3 separate regions of the Mus musculus genome follow, and all the other regions are linked to region 3. The links are chromatin contacts, called in public ChIA-PET and Hi-C maps. All regions are on one chromosome and are shown on one strand. The core of a region is the stretch at or near the end of the contact, and the rest is flanking DNA. Distances in the headings are between cores, read along the strand shown.

Region 1 (2,700 bases), core at 163-2,662, 83 kb before region 3:
TTTATTATAGCCAATTTCATTGCCAGTAATGTGAAACTTATTTTTCTTTCATGAAGATTTTTAAAGAGAATTCTAAGCTATAAATAAAGATGATAGTGTCAGACCTCCTTAAATGTGCACATCTTTTCTAAATAAACTGCAAGCCACTCTTCAGTGGTTGGTGCAAAAGATTAAGGAAATAAACCAGAGTTCTCTCTGGTATTCTCCTACTGTTTAAAGATACATGCTACAATGCTTCAGAGCCTCCATGCAAGGCACTGTCCATGTTCTCCATGCACTGCAGCTACATCCACTAGCCAGCCTCTGAGGTGGGAAACATCCCTCTTGGTCTGCAGCCAAGGGCACCTGAGGTCAGAGAACCTGCTTTCCTGCAGTCTCATCAGTAAACTCGGAGCTACAAATACAGGTTTTATGTCACAGGCTATATCCTTTCCTACTTACAGTGTGTGTGTGTGTGTGTGTGTGTGTGTGTGTGTGCGTGTGCACATCCATATGTGTGCCCCTACACATGTGGTGCTTAGAAATGAACCTAGGACCTTCTGCATGTGAGGCAAGTACTCACCTTCCAACTATACTCCATTCATCATTTTAATCCTCATCTTGAGACAGGACCTCAATATAAATTGCTAAGAAAGACTCGAACTACCTCAGCAGCCCAAGAATGACTTAAGCTTATGATCTTCCTTGAATATAGAATCATATTAATGAAAAGGTCCGTTTACAGTATTTCTGTGAAAGTGTGTTAGCAGAGTCACTTAATCAGCAGATTACAATAACATTCATTTCTCTGCATATTATTAAGTGTTCCTTATATACTTTGTTTTAAAGCAGATGGGCCTGACAATGCTCTCCTATAATCCTCTTCCCTAGGAAGAACTATGTAGAGCAGACACTCAGTGTTCTGGGAACTGGAGAACAGAATGTGACCGAAGTCATAATTCTGCCACTGAACAGGATTCAAACTACACACACGAGCAAGGGAACATTTCTAGGAAAGTGACATCTTTACTGGAGACCTAAATGACCAGGTAAAGGGAGCCACGGAAACATCTAGGAGGAGAACAGCAGAAAATGAGGGAATAGCATGGGCCTTGAGGGGAAAGAGGTTCCATTTGAGAAACAGCAGGAAGAAAAAAAAAATAAAAGAGTATCAGAGACATGGACCACTGCATCACTGAAAGCCTAGTGAGGGGTCTGGGTTTTCTTCTGAATGTGAAGAGAAAATTTGAGTTAAAGAATTTAAATAGAAAAAGAAAGATTCCCAGGCAGCAAGGGAAGGGAGGAAGGGTCCTATGAGTTAAGAGGGTACTTACTGCTCTGTGCCCACAGGAAACAGATCTGAACTAAGGTGGTGCCAGAAGTGGTGACATCTTTTGATTTCTGGAGTCTTCAGGATGGTTCTGCATTGTGGGGCAGAGACTGTCACTAAGGAAGTGGGTGACGGGGCGGGACAGGATGAGCTCCCTGCTGGGGCATTTATAAGACCATATCCTCTCTTGATACTATTATGTGAGTGGTCTGCGCACCTCTGCAGGCCTAGGGTCTTTTTCTAAGCACTACAAGAAATCATGTAGTTTGGAATTTGTTTCCATTCAGTCATTGTTTCTGATCACACAGAAAATACATACTAAAAATGGGATAGAATTTTTTAAATCTCTTAATGCAGCAGCTTCTAAATTTAATATGGAATCAAACTTTGCCACATTCTACTTCAAGCCAATAAACAGAATTTTCTCAATGTATGAAGTCTAACAAATAAAGTCTAAACCTAGAACTTGAAAATATATACAAATTGTATTAGTGGTTTTACTGTATGTATGGTCTGAATAAGAATGGCCTACATAGGCTCACATATACTTGGTGAGAGTACTTGGTCTCTGGTTGGTGAAACTGTTTGGGAAGAAGAATTAAGAAGTACGGTCATGTTGGAGGAGGCATGTCACTGGTGGGGCTTCAAAGGCCTATGCTATTCCTAACATCTGTCTCCTGGTTGTGTTTCAAGATGTAAACGCTTAGCTACTGCTATGCCTGCCTACCTGCTGCCATGCTCCCTGCTGTAGTGGTCATGGTCTCTAACCCTCTGAAACTGTGAGTCCCAGAGTATGTTGCCTTGGTCATGGTATTATCTACAAGAATAGAAGAAATAACTAAGACACTATAACATAAACTGTCCTGAACTGTTTTAGTGCCTGAATTTGAAAATGTTAGATGCCTATAATCAGGAAGTATAAAACCAACAAGAAAGTAAAAGGATTTATGGGCAAGAACTAAGAAAAATTATCTATAATAAAAAAAATTAAAGCTTTTGGTTCCCTTCTGTGGTACTTGTTTAAAAAGTAATTATCTTACATAATGTGCAAATGAAAGAAAAGAAAGAGTTACCACCTTAAAGGAAAACTAATACATATTCTTTTCAAAGGCAGTCAATTTCAATCTTAAAAAGGTTTAAAATGATTTCACATAGTTTAGGCTTCTTGGTATCAGGACAAGAGCACTGAATAACACTCAAAATCTTACACCAGCAATAACAGCTTATATTTTGAATTCCATTTGTAATAAGTTACTCGGCTGCATGTTGAAGAGGATTAAAAGATATTAAATTACACAGATCCCAGAAAACATTTATAGTTTATAAGCATTACTATTTCCTTCATCTTCTTTTCCCTTCTGACAGTCAGACATTTAATATGCTGTGACTGC
Region 2 (2,700 bases), core at 22-2,521, 110 kb after region 3:
CTTGGATGTAGTTCAGTGGCATAGTACTTGTGAGACAGCTAGAAGGCCCCGAGTTAGACCCCCAGCAGCACAGGAGGAGCACAGCTCTGGAATGAGAAGTTGCTTATTACCTTCATTAGTGTGTGTAGGGATGTACATGCGCTTACCAAATTATGTACGTCCATCTGTGCCATGTATTGTATGTCAGATAGATCTCAATCTAAAAACGAGAAAACAAAACGTGCCTTGCATAGGTAAGGTTCCGAGTTTAATTCCTATAACCTAAAAAGAAAGGAATGAAGGAAAGAAATTATGTCATTTTTGCATAAAATAAAAAGGAAACTCTGGCCCTCTAGCCTAAGAGTGGATCTTCATTACTTCTTGAGTATGGGCGATTGTGATATTTTATTTCTGGGCTGTTGGGATTTAAAGGTAAAATCTGTATTTAACTCAAGTCCCTCACCTCCCACCCAGCCCCCACCAGCAGGCTACTGCTCACTAAGTATTCAAGTGTTGTTGGTTTTGGGTTTTGTTTTTGTTCTTGTTTTTGTTTTTGTTTTAAATGGGTAATCAACTATCTGGACACTTTTTGCCCAAACATTTTTTTAAAATATCTATTTATTTATTTGTTTGTTTGTTTGTTTGTTTATTTATTTAATGTATGTAAGTACACTGTTGCTGTCTTCAGACACACCAGAGAAGGACATCCTATTTCATTATGGATGGTTGTGAACCACCATGGGGTTGCTAGGAATTGAACTCATGACCACTGGAAGAGCAGTCAGTGCTCTTAACCATTGAGCCATCACCTCTCCAGTCCCTTGCCCAAACATTTTTAAATGTTTTTAGAACATCAAAATGGTTCTAGATAACTTTCCAAATTAATTTTGCAATTTTGGAAACACCCGTGGTTCACAGTATGACGTTACACTTAAGAATTGTAGTTGGACATGTTGTCCGGTTCTTGTAATCCCGGCACTTGGGAGACCGAGACAGGAAGGTCTTTGTAATTAGATGCTGGCCAGAGCTTCAGAGTCAGACTATGTCTTAGAGACAAAAAAACAAAAAAACCAAAACCAAAACCAAAACCAAAAAAAAAGCCAAAAATAGACAAAATCGAAAGGCAGTGTTCAGCTGCTAGAGCACAGAGAAAAAGTATTCTCTATAGGCCTCAGTTTCTCAGTTAAAAAAAAAGAAAAAAGATGTGTCTTTTGTGGTGTGTGTGTGCCTGCCTTCTGTCTGTCTGTGTCTGTGTGTCTGTATGCACGGAGATCAAAAGAGGACAACTTCCAGGAGTCGATTCTTTCCTTCCCACGCGTGGGTCCTGGTGACTGAGCTCAGCTTGTCAAGGTTATCAGCAAACACTTTTCCCCACTGAGTCATCTCACTCGGCCTTCCTAGGTTGTTAAGGGGATAATAATCTACCTATGTCTTTCTTTTTTTCTTTTTCAAAGACTCAAAATAAACCATGATCAGATACAAAGCACATGATCCCTAGTGACCACTAAATATTGGCTTTAGTTTTTAGGTTGCTATTACTATTCATAGGTCTACAGTTCCACTGTGTTTTTGTTTTGTTTTGTTGTTTTTTGCAAGACAGGGTTTCTCTGCATAGCCCTAGCTGTCCTGGAACTCTCTCTGTAGACCAGGCTGGCCTCAAACTCAGAGATCCTCCTTCTACAATGTATGCTAGAAGAGAGAAACCTCCTGTCCTCATATCCAGTTGCAAGTGAATTGTTATATCTCAGACATAAACTTTTTAGTTTATGAACTCCACAGACAGACATATCCCATCTTTCATTAGGATAGAGGAAATGTGATGGATAGTGTGATCTAGACCTTCCCCAGAGGAAGGAACCATTCCAGGCTGATAGTAAAGGTCACCTAACGGCTAAGCTCTCTAGAAGCATGCAACTAGAGGAATTTAATTTATTAGAACAATTGCAATGGGCACAGCAGCTTATGGTCTCATCAGCATATGCTATACTTTGTCCTTAGACCTTTCCACGGAGAAGAAAATAAAGATCTACAATCGACTGTCTCTCTGGCCTCCACTTCAGAGTTCCTTCATGTGGAAATCCTCTTCTTGTATCTGTTTGCATGCTTTCTCTAGTGAAAAACACTTTGTTGTTCTGCCCTTGGGGAATTAATTAAACAGAATGTGGAAAAGTGGAATCTTCAGGGAACCCTGCTATGAGTGAGCTCAGTAAATACAGCATGAGTCAAGAGACTCCAGAGCCCTGACCTCCGGTGGACTAAGCCTGGGCTTTGGAACCAACCATTTTCAGGATCAGTTTTTCTTGAACTTTCAGCCAGTTACTTAAAAAAAATAAACTGCCATAGTCTAATTTATATTAGAACCAATTACATCTCCTAGATTTGTAGAGAATATTTATAAAAATAAATGCAATAACTCACCCTCACTAGGTTATATTAATCCCCCTCAGAATCCAAAATTTTATATGTAAGTAATATTTAATCTGATCATTTACGTATGGTTCAGTATGGCTCAGTTAAGTATGACCTTCAAAGGGGAACTCAGCTTGTTTGCATGGGATAAACAGAAGACCAAGAGTTGAGAAATGTCATTCTTTTTCTGATTTCTGTCCATAGCAGGTGGTGATCAGTAACCAGTTGACCCCTCAGTCTCCTCAAATAGAAAAGTAAATGGTTGACCAGGAAATATACTTTAAAAATATTTTGTAATTTTTGTGCCATTGC
Region 3 (2,700 bases), core at 99-2,598:
ATCCCTGCATTTCTGGCACAGTGTGTATGCAGTGAGAACTTAATTACATGGGTTGAATTCATGAGGCAGTCCATTTGATTTGCTTTTGATGTGTAAACTGTAACACAGGTACCTGCTACCTGCAGCACACTTCTTAACCTTTTCTTCTAATTTCTTCATCTGTAAAATGGAAGACTACTGCACCTACCTAATACCTTAGGAACGTAGAAGTAATGGAAATAGCACCATCTCCAGCACTTTGAAAGTACACATTCGAGTTAGCAAAATCTTTTTTTTTTTTCATTCTCCAAGTTTTTCCAAACTGATCATCTCAGAAAACACCATCTCTCGACAGCTTTCATCAGAGACAGAGATTCTCCTCCAATGGTCTTAAGGTTTTACAAACATTCCTCATTCAGACTCTTGTCTTTTAGCTTCTTAAAGGATCAGTAGCTGGAATACCAAAGTCTTAAGTCACTAACGCTTGCAGTCTACTGTATCTCACTCACTCACTCACTGGTTTCCTCCCTTAAAGTTAGAATCCATGACCACAAGGAAGTGGTAACCTACCCTACAGAAACCACTCACACCTCTCCCCAGAGTACCACCATCCCACTCCAGCTTGCTAGCATCCAGGCTTTTGAGAATTCGTAGAAATCTGATTATCTAGTGCAATTTTAAAACTCCTCGTCGTAGATTAAGACAATCCTCCTGCTACCCGTTCCAAGATAGAGAATGAATTTCCAGCCTCCAAAACCCAAAAGAGGGGATCCGCTTAAACCCTTTTCCCACTAGGTCATGAAATGTGTTTCCTTCAAAAAGAGACACCAAAATCCGGCCAAGCCATGCCGCCCCTTCCCGACAGAGTCCGGTGTGTCTGGTCCACTCCCAGCCCGCAAGCTGATGTACTCTCAGGGATCGGAATGCCTTCCGCCCACCCTGCCAACTCCCTGCCCACTCCCGTGCTCTCCTCTCCCACAGCCCAGGCCGCTCACGGCCTCCCGCCGCCAGCTCCATCCCGGGCCGCTACTCACCGCTTCTTGGGGATGGTGCCCGACTCTGGTGCGGCAGGAGTAGCGGCGGGCGACGCCCCGGCCGCCGACGCGGCTCTCCGCGCTTTGCACTCATTGGTACTCGGAGCCTCCTGGGGCCGGCCCAGCAGATGGCCCGACAGAACCCGCAGCCGCCGGCGCGCGCGGCCCGCGTCTGGGTCCCGCTCGCTCGCGCCCGCCTCGCCCGCCGCCGCCTCCGCCATGGCTTCCGCCTTGTGCCGCCGCCCGAGGCCGCTGGGCTCGGGTGAAAGGTCACTCAGAGCGGCGCCCCGCGCGACCATTCGCTGCGGCGCATCCCGGCAGTCACCGCGGCGACTGGCGGCAGGGGCCTTGCGCCTGGAGCTTCAACGGGCTCTGTCCCCGCCCACAGCAGCTTCGCCCCGCCCCTCCCCGCCTCGGCCACGCCCGCCGCCGCGCCTCGCCACGCCTCGTCCTGGCGTACCTGCAGAGCAGGTGAGTTCCAGCGGAGCCCGGATTGGCCCAAAGGGGCAGGAGGAGAGCCAAACTACACAGCACACCCGCAGTTGCCAAACCTATGGGTGTGGCATCTTGGATGTGGCCCGAGCGCCCGGAGGCTATTTTCTGGAACAGATGCCTAGGAGCCTGAATAGTGAGTGGGCCGGTGGTGCTGCTGATCTGGCAATGGAGCCAAACCTGGTGAACTTCCCCTAGGTCAAAACCAATCCTTTAAGCGATAGAGCCAGTGCCCCATCAGTCTCTAGGTGTCTAGCACTGTGTTCAGCACTCATGTGGAAGTGAGAGGACAACTTCCAGTTGTCTCTTTCCACCATGTGTATCCAGGGCATCAAACTCGGGTCATCAAACTTCGTGGCAAGTACCTTTACCTACTGAGCCGTCTTGCCCACAGGCTGTATAAAAACCACAGCCTTCAATCTAATGGTTGTTTTTTTTTTTTTTTTTTTTTTTTGGTTTTTTGGTTTTTTGGTTTGTTTGTTTACGTGAAAAAGTGTTATCTGCAAAAATACCATTGAGTTCGTTTTGTGTTAGCCAACAACTCCTAGGCATGGGGCCCACTCTGAAGTGTGGTTAATATACCTAGTGAGACTCCACTGGCAAAAAGTACTTTTCTTGTGCGGATGGGTACCAATTTCAGATAGCTTTTTGGTTCATGGTGGGACGCTGTGTCCACTTCAACCTCTCAGCTCTAGGATTCCATCTGGCTTGATCCCCTGTACATCCTTTGTGTGCTGTCACAGTTTCTGTGAGTTCGTATGTGAATTAGTTCTGTTGTATACAAAAGACACTTTCTTTGGAGTCATCCATCAGCTCTGACTCTTAGAATCTTTCCTCCTCTTCTGTGTCGATCCCTGAGCCTTGAAGGGAAGGTGTTGGGTGGCTTAGCATCTTTTTATACTTGATTTTTTTTCCAGATAATATAAAAGCTATAAAGGCCTAGTAACATCTATTTTGTGCATCTACCTAAGGTCTCTGTTGAATTCTCTTTGCTCTTCTGACTTTTAAGTCCATGAGAGCTCTGTTTAGGTGACCATCCTCTCACCAGGGCAAACCTGCTCCTGCAGGGTGTGACTGGGGCTGGATGCATGACTAAGAGAACAGATATGCATTCCTGAACATTTCATAACAGAAGAAAGAGATCCTTTGACATCATTCTCTGCTAGAGAAGTAGCGTCTTACTTAAAATAAATCA

Evidence for each region. Hi-C and Micro-C count contacts between places; a contact is called where the count stands out from the background. ChIA-PET counts read pairs in DNA pulled down with a chosen protein or histone mark.
Region 1: an RNA polymerase II ChIA-PET map of memory CD8 T cells shows a contact between it and region 3, with 155 read pairs. The contact joins the enhancer-like site here to the promoter of Agps in region 3. A contact is called at or near these places in 3 of 39 promoter capture datasets (embryonic stem cells, frontonasal cranial neural crest and pre-B cells), 1 of 15 datasets of contacts at CTCF or cohesin (CD8 T cells), 1 of 484 Hi-C or Micro-C datasets (nephron progenitors), 4 of 115 datasets of contacts at active chromatin or transcription factors (the SCID.adh cell line, effector CD8 T cells, embryonic stem cells and 1 more) and 2 of 9 other capture datasets (adipose tissue and pancreatic islet).
Region 2: a contact with region 3 is called in a Hi-C map of centroblasts, with 1.7 times the contacts expected there. The contact joins the enhancer-like site here to the promoter of Agps in region 3. A contact is called at or near these places in 5 of 39 promoter capture datasets (the C10 cell line, frontonasal cranial neural crest, neutrophils and 1 more), 3 of 484 Hi-C or Micro-C datasets (centroblasts, peritoneal macrophages and pre-B cells), 7 of 115 datasets of contacts at active chromatin or transcription factors (bone marrow-derived macrophages, effector CD8 T cells, embryonic stem cells and 4 more) and 2 of 9 other capture datasets (adipose tissue and liver).

What each region holds. Positions count from the first base shown.
Region 1 is chr2:75,913,948-75,916,647 of GRCm38.p6, reverse strand. The region is part of intron 19 of Agps (alkylglycerone phosphate synthase); the gene reads right to left. Among named protein-coding and RNA genes, the nearest start is that of Ttc30b, 23 kb to the left of the region's middle. Within about 2 kb of position 1,412, at least 12 of the 459 cell types and tissues checked have an H3K27ac peak or open chromatin away from gene starts, as enhancers often do. A contact at or near this core is called in effector CD8 T cells, memory CD8 T cells and pancreatic islet, where this site is marked.
Region 2 is chr2:75,719,047-75,721,746 of GRCm38.p6, reverse strand. No RefSeq gene overlaps it. Among named protein-coding and RNA genes, the nearest start is that of E030042O20Rik, 14 kb to the right of the region's middle. Within about 2 kb of position 1,271, at least 44 of the 459 cell types and tissues checked have an H3K27ac peak or open chromatin away from gene starts, as enhancers often do. A contact at or near this core is called in bone marrow-derived macrophages, centroblasts, liver and 3 more, where this site is marked.
Region 3 is chr2:75,830,825-75,833,524 of GRCm38.p6, reverse strand. It overlaps Agps (alkylglycerone phosphate synthase), which reads right to left and starts at 1,348. Exons shown (of 20, transcript NM_172666.3): 1 at 1,014-1,348. The coding sequence starts at 1,312. Gm34861 (a long non-coding RNA gene) reads left to right here and starts at 1,338. Exons shown (of 3, transcript XR_866490.3): 1 at 1,338-1,484.